Regions from separate parts of the Sus scrofa genome. Here region 1 is linked to region 2. Evidence: chromatin contacts called from public HiChIP or PLAC-seq data. All regions are on one chromosome and are shown on one strand. The core of a region is the stretch at or near the end of the contact, and the rest is flanking DNA. Distances in the headings are between cores, read along the strand shown. Region 1 overlaps BORCS5 (a long non-coding RNA gene). Region 2 overlaps GPR19 (probable G-protein coupled receptor 19).

The links. HiChIP or PLAC-seq counts read pairs in DNA pulled down with a chosen protein or histone mark.
Region 1: a contact with region 2 is called in an H3K27ac HiChIP or PLAC-seq map of alveolar macrophages. The contact joins two enhancer-like sites. A contact is called at or near these places in 5 of 47 Hi-C or Micro-C datasets (embryonic fibroblasts, fetal heart ventricle and fibroblasts) and 1 of 2 datasets of contacts at active chromatin or transcription factors (alveolar macrophages).

The regions. Positions count from the first base shown.
Region 1 is chr5:60,050,126-60,054,670 of Sscrofa11.1, reverse strand. The region is part of intron 2 of BORCS5 (a long non-coding RNA gene); the gene reads left to right. Among named protein-coding and RNA genes, the nearest start is that of BORCS5, 21 kb to the left of the region's middle. Within about 2 kb of position 1,655, at least 9 of the 83 cell types and tissues checked have an H3K27ac peak or open chromatin away from gene starts, as enhancers often do. A contact at or near this core is called in alveolar macrophages, where this site is marked.
Region 2 is chr5:59,757,592-59,762,203 of Sscrofa11.1, reverse strand. The region is part of intron 2 of GPR19 (probable G-protein coupled receptor 19); the gene reads right to left. Among named protein-coding and RNA genes, the nearest start is that of GPR19, 10 kb to the right of the region's middle. Within about 2 kb of position 3,138, at least 11 of the 83 cell types and tissues checked have an H3K27ac peak or open chromatin away from gene starts, as enhancers often do. A contact at or near this core is called in alveolar macrophages, where this site is marked.

The DNA.
Region 1 (4,545 bases), core at 406-2,905, 290 kb before region 2:
GGCCAGGGAGGGTGTCCATGGCTGAAAATCTTCCATGTAGATAACAAGATAAAATTAAAAGATGCCAAATGAATTCTTGACCAAAACTACATCTGGGATATACTGTTTTAATTTTCTGTTCTTAGTCTAAATACCCAAATATATGCAGGTTAAATTCTGATTTTAATTTTAAGCCATATTAAACTCAACTTCTTGGAATAATTATCAGATAGTTTATGTACTGATCATTCATTCTTGTTTGTTTCTCTAAACTTTCAATTTGCGTTCTTTTACAAATTTAAACAAAATACACATGGTTTATTTTAGCTGGTATCCAAGGATATATCCCTTTAAGCAATAACATTTCCTGCCTGAGCTGGGCTTTTATGCCTGGAATATGACAGTGAAGATGAATGTACAGTATATATTTCCTTTTAAGGTTCTGGCTTGTAGTTTCTGCTAAGTGGCAGCCTAGAAACATTCTAAGACTGAATAGTATAAAATTTTGTTAGTCATTTTGAATTTTTCTACTTTTCCAAAAACCACATATAAAAATTCTTCTATTTTAAAACACAGTGGAAAAAAAATAAAACAAAGCACATTGGTATTTGAGACACATGTTTATTTAGGAAAGCCCAGATTTTAAAGATATTCCCAGAATTAAAAAAATTTCTTATCTCCCAGCCCCCAAATTTTAACTGATTATTAGACATTTATTTGATGCTAATTTAATCATATTTGGAACTGGTACTACATCAGCTTTCTCACTTCTGAGCACAGGTAGACATCACATGCTTTCTTAAAGCATGTAATGTTTCATATGTCTATTTATTCATTTAACCAAATTTGCTAAGTAAGGTCTTGCAGTTTATCAGATATTGTCAGTCTAGGGACACAAGAGCGAAAAACACCACTCTTTGCCTGAAGCGCTTACAGGCTAGTGATAAATTGTTGGCAGATAAATTGTGATTCAACAGGGTAATTGCTATAAATAAAGTATAACCCATCAGAGAACCTAAAGGATGGAAGAATTTATTCCGTCTGAAAGAGGCAGGAAACATTGACTGGAACAGCTTTAGAAGAATTTATATTTGTGGTCTTAATAATAATTATTTCCAAAACTTTAAATTATGAATAATAAAGCCACCTGGGGAATTTTTTTTTAATAGGGCAAAAAGACATTAAAACATTTTTTTCATTTTTTAAAGTTTTCTTGAGGTATAGTTGATTTACAGTGTTGTGATAATTTCTGCTGTACAACAAAGTTAAAACTTTTTTTTTTTTTTTTTGTCTTTTTAGGGTCATACCCACGGCATATGGAAGGTCCCAGGCTACGAGTCAAATCGGAGCTATAGCTGCCGGCCTACACCACAGGCGCAGCAACTTGGGATCCGAGCTGCGTCTGTGACCTACACCACAGCTCACAGCAACGCCAGGTCCTTAACCCACTGGAGCAAGCCCAGGGATCGAATTCGAGTCCTCATGGATGCTCATCGGGTTCACTAATCACTGAGCAACGACAGAAACTCCAAAACATTTTTAAAATGCTAGTGAATATCATAGTTCTTTCTCACATTTTGCTGCTTTTTTCCTAAGATGGCTTCCCTCTAGTGTAGTTCAATTTATAACAGTGCTGTGTTTTTGTTTTTAACACTTCTGCCACTAGATGTCACTAGACTAAAACAGTTGGTAAGCTGGAGGAAATTTGCTACAACCTTTGGCCATATTTGCAACGCCTTTGGTTAATTAAATTTACTCTGTACCACCTGGATTTCTCCTAAAACCGAGTCATGGCTTGCTTCGAGCACAAGCTGGTTGGAAAATATGTTCTGTGACACATTAAAACATGTCTGTGACACATTAAAACATGTTCTGTGACACATTAGTAATCTATAATTAGTTATTTTAGTGTTTATCAAGACAGAAAAGGAAAAATTGTACTGTCACAGGAAACTTTCAGTGACCTTAATTTTTTGGAGATAAACTCTGTTTTCAGTCTCACAGTACTCAAGGAAACATATATTACATCAAAATTCCTGAAGAGTTGGGGTTGTGTTTTAATCATCTCTAATTTCTCAGGGCCTGCCACAAAGCTTGGCACTTGGTAGGTATTCAGTAATGTTATTCAGCATTGCAGTAGTATATGAGGGTAGCTAGCATAGGAAAAAAAAAAGATAGGTCCCAAGTCTTCCTTTCGAAAAGTTTCATTTGGGAGACAAGAATCTAGAAAAACATATCCCCCAGCTCAGGGCATTGTGTATTTATTGGATGAGTCCTGCAAGTTGTTAAACTCTATGGGATTTCAGAGGATCAGTAATTGTTGGAAGCTAGGGGCAGTGATTAAAGGTGTCTTCAAGAAAGGGTTTTTAGAGATGAAAAGGGAGGGCAGGTACAAATGAAGAAAGCAATGAGCCAAGGTTCAAGGGTAAGAAGATGTGGGCAGTAAAGATTCAGAAGGATCGAGAACTCAAGGGCTTTGAAATTAAGCCTTATACTTGACTTAATATTTTTTTTGGGGGGGAGAGGACATTAAAGGATATTAGAGTGGGGGAATAATAATATGTTTGGTAATGCTTTGTAGTTTATAAAACATGAGCACTTGAAGAAAGGTGAGTTAAAGATGATTACTCTTTGATTTTAAAATGCTTCTGCTCTAAAGTTTTTAAAACGCACTTCTGGAGTTCCCTGGCGGCCTACTGGTTAAGGATTCAGCTGTTGTCATGGGTGTGGCTCGGGTTACTGCTGCAGCTCAGGTTTGATCCCAGGCCTGGAACTTCCGCTTGCCACGGGTGCAGCCAAAAATAGAATAAAATAAAGTGTGTTAAAAACACTTTCGTTTTAGGAGTTCCCGTCGTGGCGCAGTGGTTAACGAATCCGACTAGGAACCATGAGGTTTCGGGTTCGGTCCCTGCCCTTGCTCAGTGGGTTAACGATCCGGCGTTGCCGTGAGCTGTGGTGTAGGTTGCAGACGCGGCTCGGATCCTGCGTTGCTGTGCCTCTGGCGTAGGCTGGTGGCTACAGCTCCAATTCAACCCCTAGCCTGGGAACCTCCATATGCCGCGGGAGCGGCCCAAGAAATAGCAACAACAACAACAAAAGACAAAAAAAAAAAAAAAAAAACACTTCCGTTTTAAAAGAGGTGATACAGATGGAGGGCTCCACTTTGTGCCTTGTACTTAGTAAACTCTCAGTAAATGATTTTTGTTAATAATAATATTAAATCAGAAAAAATATTAAGGATAGTCTGCAAAGTAACTGACGACTGTTCTTCATAAGAGTCAAAGTTAGGAAGGACAAGGAGTGACTGAAGAATTGTGATAGGTTGGAGGAAACTAAGGAGACCTGTAATGTGGTCTTGGATTGAATCCTAGAAGAGGAAAGGGATGTTAATGGGGAAAATGGGAATTTGAATAAGGTGTATAGTTATATGATTGCATTATACCAATGTTAATTTTCTTGTTTTGATCACTATACTGTGGTTATGTACTATGTTAATATTAGGGGAAGCCGGTAAGGGGCAGGAACCCTATGCTTATGCAACTTTTCTTTTTTCGATTTTTAGGGCCACACTCTCAGCATATGGAAGTTTCTAGGCTAGGGGTTAAATCAGAGCTGCAGCTGCTGATCTACGCCACAGTCACAGCAACGTCAGATCCAAGCGGCATCTGTGACCTGTGCCACAGCTTGCTGCAACACCAGATCCCTAACCCACTGAGCAAGGCCAGGATCAAACCTACATCCTCATGGATACTATGTCAGCTTCTTCTTCTTCTTTTTTTAATTACTCAATGAATTGTATTAGATTTATAGTTGTACAACAATCATCACGACCAAATTTTATAGCGTTTCCATCCCAAACCCTCATTGCATCTCCCCACCCCCCAACCTGTCTCCTTTGGAAACCATAAGTTTTTCAAAGTCTGAGTCAGTATCTGTTCTGAGAAGAAGTTCATTGTGTCCGTTTTTTACATTCCATATGTAAGTGATAGCATTTGATATTGGTGTCTCTACTATGTCAGGTTCTTAACCCACTGACCCACAACGGGAACTCCTACGCAACTTTGTTAATGTTTCCAACAATGGCTTAGGAAAAGTTTGCAATTCCATATTTGAACTAAGTGTTCTACTGAGAGGTCCGATGTTAGAAGGTTTACAGTCTCCTACATTGTAGAATTTTTAGGTTGGACCATGTACTAGTATGGCTTTATGAGTTCCCTTGAAGACAAGGAAGTAGAACTCCTGAAAGCCCTGAGACCATCTTAACACCGCTAGACTTATTGTAGCTAATAGATAAATTTCCCCAGTGTCTTGGCCTTTGACTCTTCAACCTGTAATTTAATACACTCAGCCGCCTTTTCAGGAAGTTACAGTAATCTAATGAGGCTTCCCAGGGCTTTACCATCAACCCATATCCAGTATTTCAGTTTAAAAAATGATTTCTTAGAGAATTCTGTCTATGAGCCTTTCTTATACATTTCATTATCTTTACTCAGATTACCTGTGGGCCCAGAACAGTGGAGGAACAAATCCTGTTTGTAGAGGTGTTGGGTATAATCAAGTTCTAAA
Region 2 (4,612 bases), core at 1,889-4,388:
AAAAATAATCAACCAAACTGAGAAAATATTCTCTGAGAGAACTAGTCTGCTCACCAGAAAGCTGATATCATGAATTAAGAAGGATGAGCTGTTACAGATTAAAAAGATTAAGGAAAATCAATCGCAAAGCATGTAATTTGATGAGATGCTGACTGGTGAGGGGAGAGAGTTGGTATAAAATAGCTCTAAAACATTCTTCAGACAACTGAGGAAACAGTACTGTGAACTGGATATTAAACAATATCATGGAATTATTATTCCTATTAGGTGTGAGAAAGGAATTGTGGTTAAATAGGTCCTAAGAATAAGAATCATCTTATTCTTAGAGTTCCCTTGTGGTGCAGTGGGTTAAGGATCCAGCATTGTCACTGCAGCAGCTCAGGTTGTGCTGTGGTTCAGGTTAGATCCCTGACCCAGGAACTTTCACATGCCAGGGCACGGCCAAAAAAAAAAGGAATCATCTTATTCTTAGGAGATGCCCAAGTATTAAGGATAAAAGGTTTAGACAAATGCGAGTTACCCTCAAATCATTTAACAGCAAAAAATATGCAGGCACATGATTAGAAAGGGAAAGTAAATATGGCAAAATGTTAACTGGTGAATCTCAGTGAAGAGTGTGTGGGTGTTTACTTACTTTCAACTTTATCGTCTAAATGAAAATGCAGAGGTAATAAATTCTGCTGTATGGTGGACGAGGACATACCACATGGAGGTAAGAGTCTCGTTTCTCCCTCCCAGTCTCAAGTTCAGAGAGAAAAGAAATATAAAGGAGAATAAAGCCGTCAGTCACTGGGCCTGACCTTTTTCTAGACCAAAGGCGGATGTTAGTGTATTCATTTTCTCTTGTGGTTCTTTCAAATTACCACAAACCTAGTGGCTTAAAACAACACAAACGTATTATCTTATAGTACTGGAGGTTAGAGCTCCACCAAGCGTCTTACTGGGCTAAGATCATGGTGACAACAGAGCTATGTTCCTTTCTGGAGGCCACAGAGAGAGAATGTGTGTCCTTGCCACCCAACATTCCTTGGCTTGTAGCCCTCTTACTCCATCTTAAAAACCAACAACTTTGTATCTCTCTAACCATTATTCCATAGACTTCACATCTCCTTTTGACCCTGACCTCAGACTGCAAAGGCATTAGGTTGGACCCAGATAATCCAGGACAATCTCTCTCAAGGTCCTTAACTTACTTCTAAAGTCCCTTTTGCCTTGTAAGGTAATATAATCACAGGTTCCAGTTGTTAGGGTGAATATCTTTAGTGGCCCTTTCTCTGCATAGCACAGTAAGTTTCCTCCATGTTGAGAAGCACTCAGAGCAAGAGATCTCTGCCTTTGCTCCCCTTTGGGGACCACTGTCTAAGCCCTTCACACCCCACTCCCTGCACTTTGCATGGTTGTTTGGGTCTATAGCAAGTTTCCTACCATGTACTCAGGCATGTAGAACAGTCAACTATCTCAAGCATTTCCTACTGGGCACATGGACACTGAAACCAACAGCCAGAGGTCCTGCCATGGTCAGGTCAGGTGACACCATAGCAAGGACCAAGGGGAAACAGAGGCCGATACTCCCTGGGAAATTCGCCTGAAGGCAAAAATGGGCCATGAATTCACCAGCTGCAGGCTTCAGCATCACATGCCAGCAGGTTCCCCAGTGATTAGGCCAAGAGGGGCATCGTGCTGGAAACCTGCCAGTGCATACTCTAAGTCCAGAATGAAGTCAAGGGATACTCTGTCTCTCGCCAGTTCCACAAAGATGTATACATTACTCCTCAGCCCCATACAAATGGATGTTATCTTCAGATGACAGGACCTCCTTGGGAGGCATCATGAAGGATGAAACATTTTCATCCAAAGGAGAGTTATAAGGAACCATTTAAGTAATGAAATTGAACTATATTTGAAACTGAATTGGACACTTTTTTTCCTATAATTTAACAGTTGTGGTTTTAAAATATGTCCACCAGGAGTTCCCATTGTGGCACAGCAGAAACAAATCCAACTAGGAACCATGAAGTTGCGGGTTTGATCCCTGGCCTCGCTCAGTGGGTTAAGGATCTGGTGTGGCCCTGAGCTGTGGTATAGGTCGCAAACATGGCTCGGATCCTGCGTTGCTGTGGCTGCGGTATAGGCCAGCAGCTATAGCTCTGATTTGACCCCTAGCCTGGGAACCTCCATATGCTGCAGGTGTGGCCCTGAAAAGCAAAAAAATAAAATAATCAAATATGTCCACCAATTCTTTGCTATGTCCCCCTTCAAATATGACACCTACTACTACTTCCCTTGAATGTAGGTCAGGCTGTGTGTGTGTGTATCTTTTTAGGGCTGGCATATGGAAGTTCCCAGGATAGGGTTCAAATTGGAGCTGCAGCTGCTGGCCCACACCACAGCCACAGCAACCCGGATCCCAGCTGCGTGTGTGACCTACACCACAGCTCACAGCAAGGCCAGATCCCATATGGGTCAGACTTACTACCTGTTTCCAATGAGGAGAACGTGGCAGAAGTGTTTCTCTATAACTTGCGAGGCTAGATCATAGTAAGGACAATTTCTACCTGGGTCTCTCCCTCTTGGATCATTGGATTACTCATTCTGGGGAAAGCCTGCCACAATGTTACAAGGACAGGAAAGCTGTCTTGTGAAGAGGTTCATATATGGAAAACGCAGGCCTCTCATCAACCAGCACCAACTAGCAACCAGGGAGGCAAGCTGCCTTGGCAGCAGATCCTCCAGCCCTAGACACGGGACTACAGTCCAGACAATGCTGACTGAAACTTTGTGAGTCCCAGGCCAGGAATGCCCAGCTAAACTGCTCTCAAAGTCCTGACCCACAGAAATGAGAACTGTTTATTATTGAGTTCCTAAGTTTGGGGGAATTTTGCTACACAGTAATAGACAGCTTATACATGGGTGAAAACTCCAGAAATCAGTAAGAGACCTACATTTTCTAGGCATACTCAAACTGTAGTGAGTTAGAAAGTGTCCCTGCTGCGTATGTGTGTGTTCCTATTCTGGAAAGTATGTGGTTTCTTATTAGGCCAAGAACATGAGGAAGGGGAGAACACAACTAGCCACACTGTAGTGTTGTCTAAGGGGAAAAAAGAAAGCCACTAAGGAGGAGGTGGATATATTACAGACTCAGAAGAAACTGCAGGGAACTCAAAAACAGGAAGTGGCAGTTAGACCCAAGATGGGACTGAAGTTAAGGGAGAGAAAGCTGTCAGGGCCAAGTATCCACTGAATCCGGCTCTTTCTCTCTGAGGCTCCAGGACCTACTGTTTCCTAGTCACCCTCCTTCAATTAGCTGCATTGATCTGCTTCTCTTTTGAGAGCAGCTCCCTCTGATTACTGGCCCCCAAACAGTGGCATTGGCTCTGAAACTTACATGACACCTTACAAGTTCAATGCTCTTACCTAAATGACCAAGTCTCAATTAAAAATAGAACCATCATATGATCCAGCAATCCCACCTCTGGGTATAGAGCTAAAGGAAATGAAATCATTGTCTCGAAGAGATATCTATACTCCCATGTTCACCAAAGCACCATTCATAGTAGCCAAGAGATGGTGTCTGTTGATGGATGAGAAGATAAAGAAAACGTGATACACAAATACACCACACACAACCACTCAATGGAGTATTATTCTGCCTTTAAAAAGAAGGAAATCCTGCCATTTGTGACAACATGGATGAACACGGGGGATATTAAGTAAAATAAGCCAGACAGAGAAAGACAAATGCTTCATGATCTATCTCACTTATATGCGGAATGTAAAATAGTTGAATTCAAAGTATCAGTGAGTAGAATGGTGGTTACCAGAGCTGGAGGATTGGGGAAAACAGAGAGATACTGGTCAAAGGATACAACTTTTAATTATGGGATAAATAAGTTCTGGAGACCTAATGTACATACAGCACTGGTGACTATAGTTAATAATGATGCATACTTTACTCTGCTGAGATATTTCAAGCATTCTCACCACACACACAAAAATGGTAACTAAGTGACATGAGGTGTTAATTGTCTTGGTTGTGGTCATCATTTCACAATGTATACATTTATCAAACATCACACTGTACACCTTAAATATATATAATTTTTATTAGTCAATCATACTTCAATAAGGGGGGAGAGAAAACATATGACCCAGTCTCTCAAAGTTCTGATCTAAATTCTTAGGAGGCAGAGTCTGACTCGGCTTAATCTGGTATAGAGTGGATTCAAACAGCGGTAGGCAATGAGATAGAGAAGATACCTGTATTACCCTGTCAACACTCTCTAACAAGTGTAGCAAATTTTATAAAGAGAAAGGACAAGGATAGGGAGGAACTTTCTGACAGACAAAATGCTGGCATCAGAGTGTGTGTGTCTGTGTTTTTAAAATTGCATGAACTCTTCACTCGTGAGCCTGCTAACAGCCACAATACCTTTGGCCTCCACTTCACCTCCATTTGAATCACCCTCCTGAATACGCACATCTCACACTGCGTATAGTTCTGCCACATGCACAACACGCAGTGCCACCCTCCCCAGCTTAGCTCTGACCTGGCTTCCTCTGCCCTGTCCTCCTAGGGGGCACATATTCCCCTCTCAAACTCTGCTGGCTATCA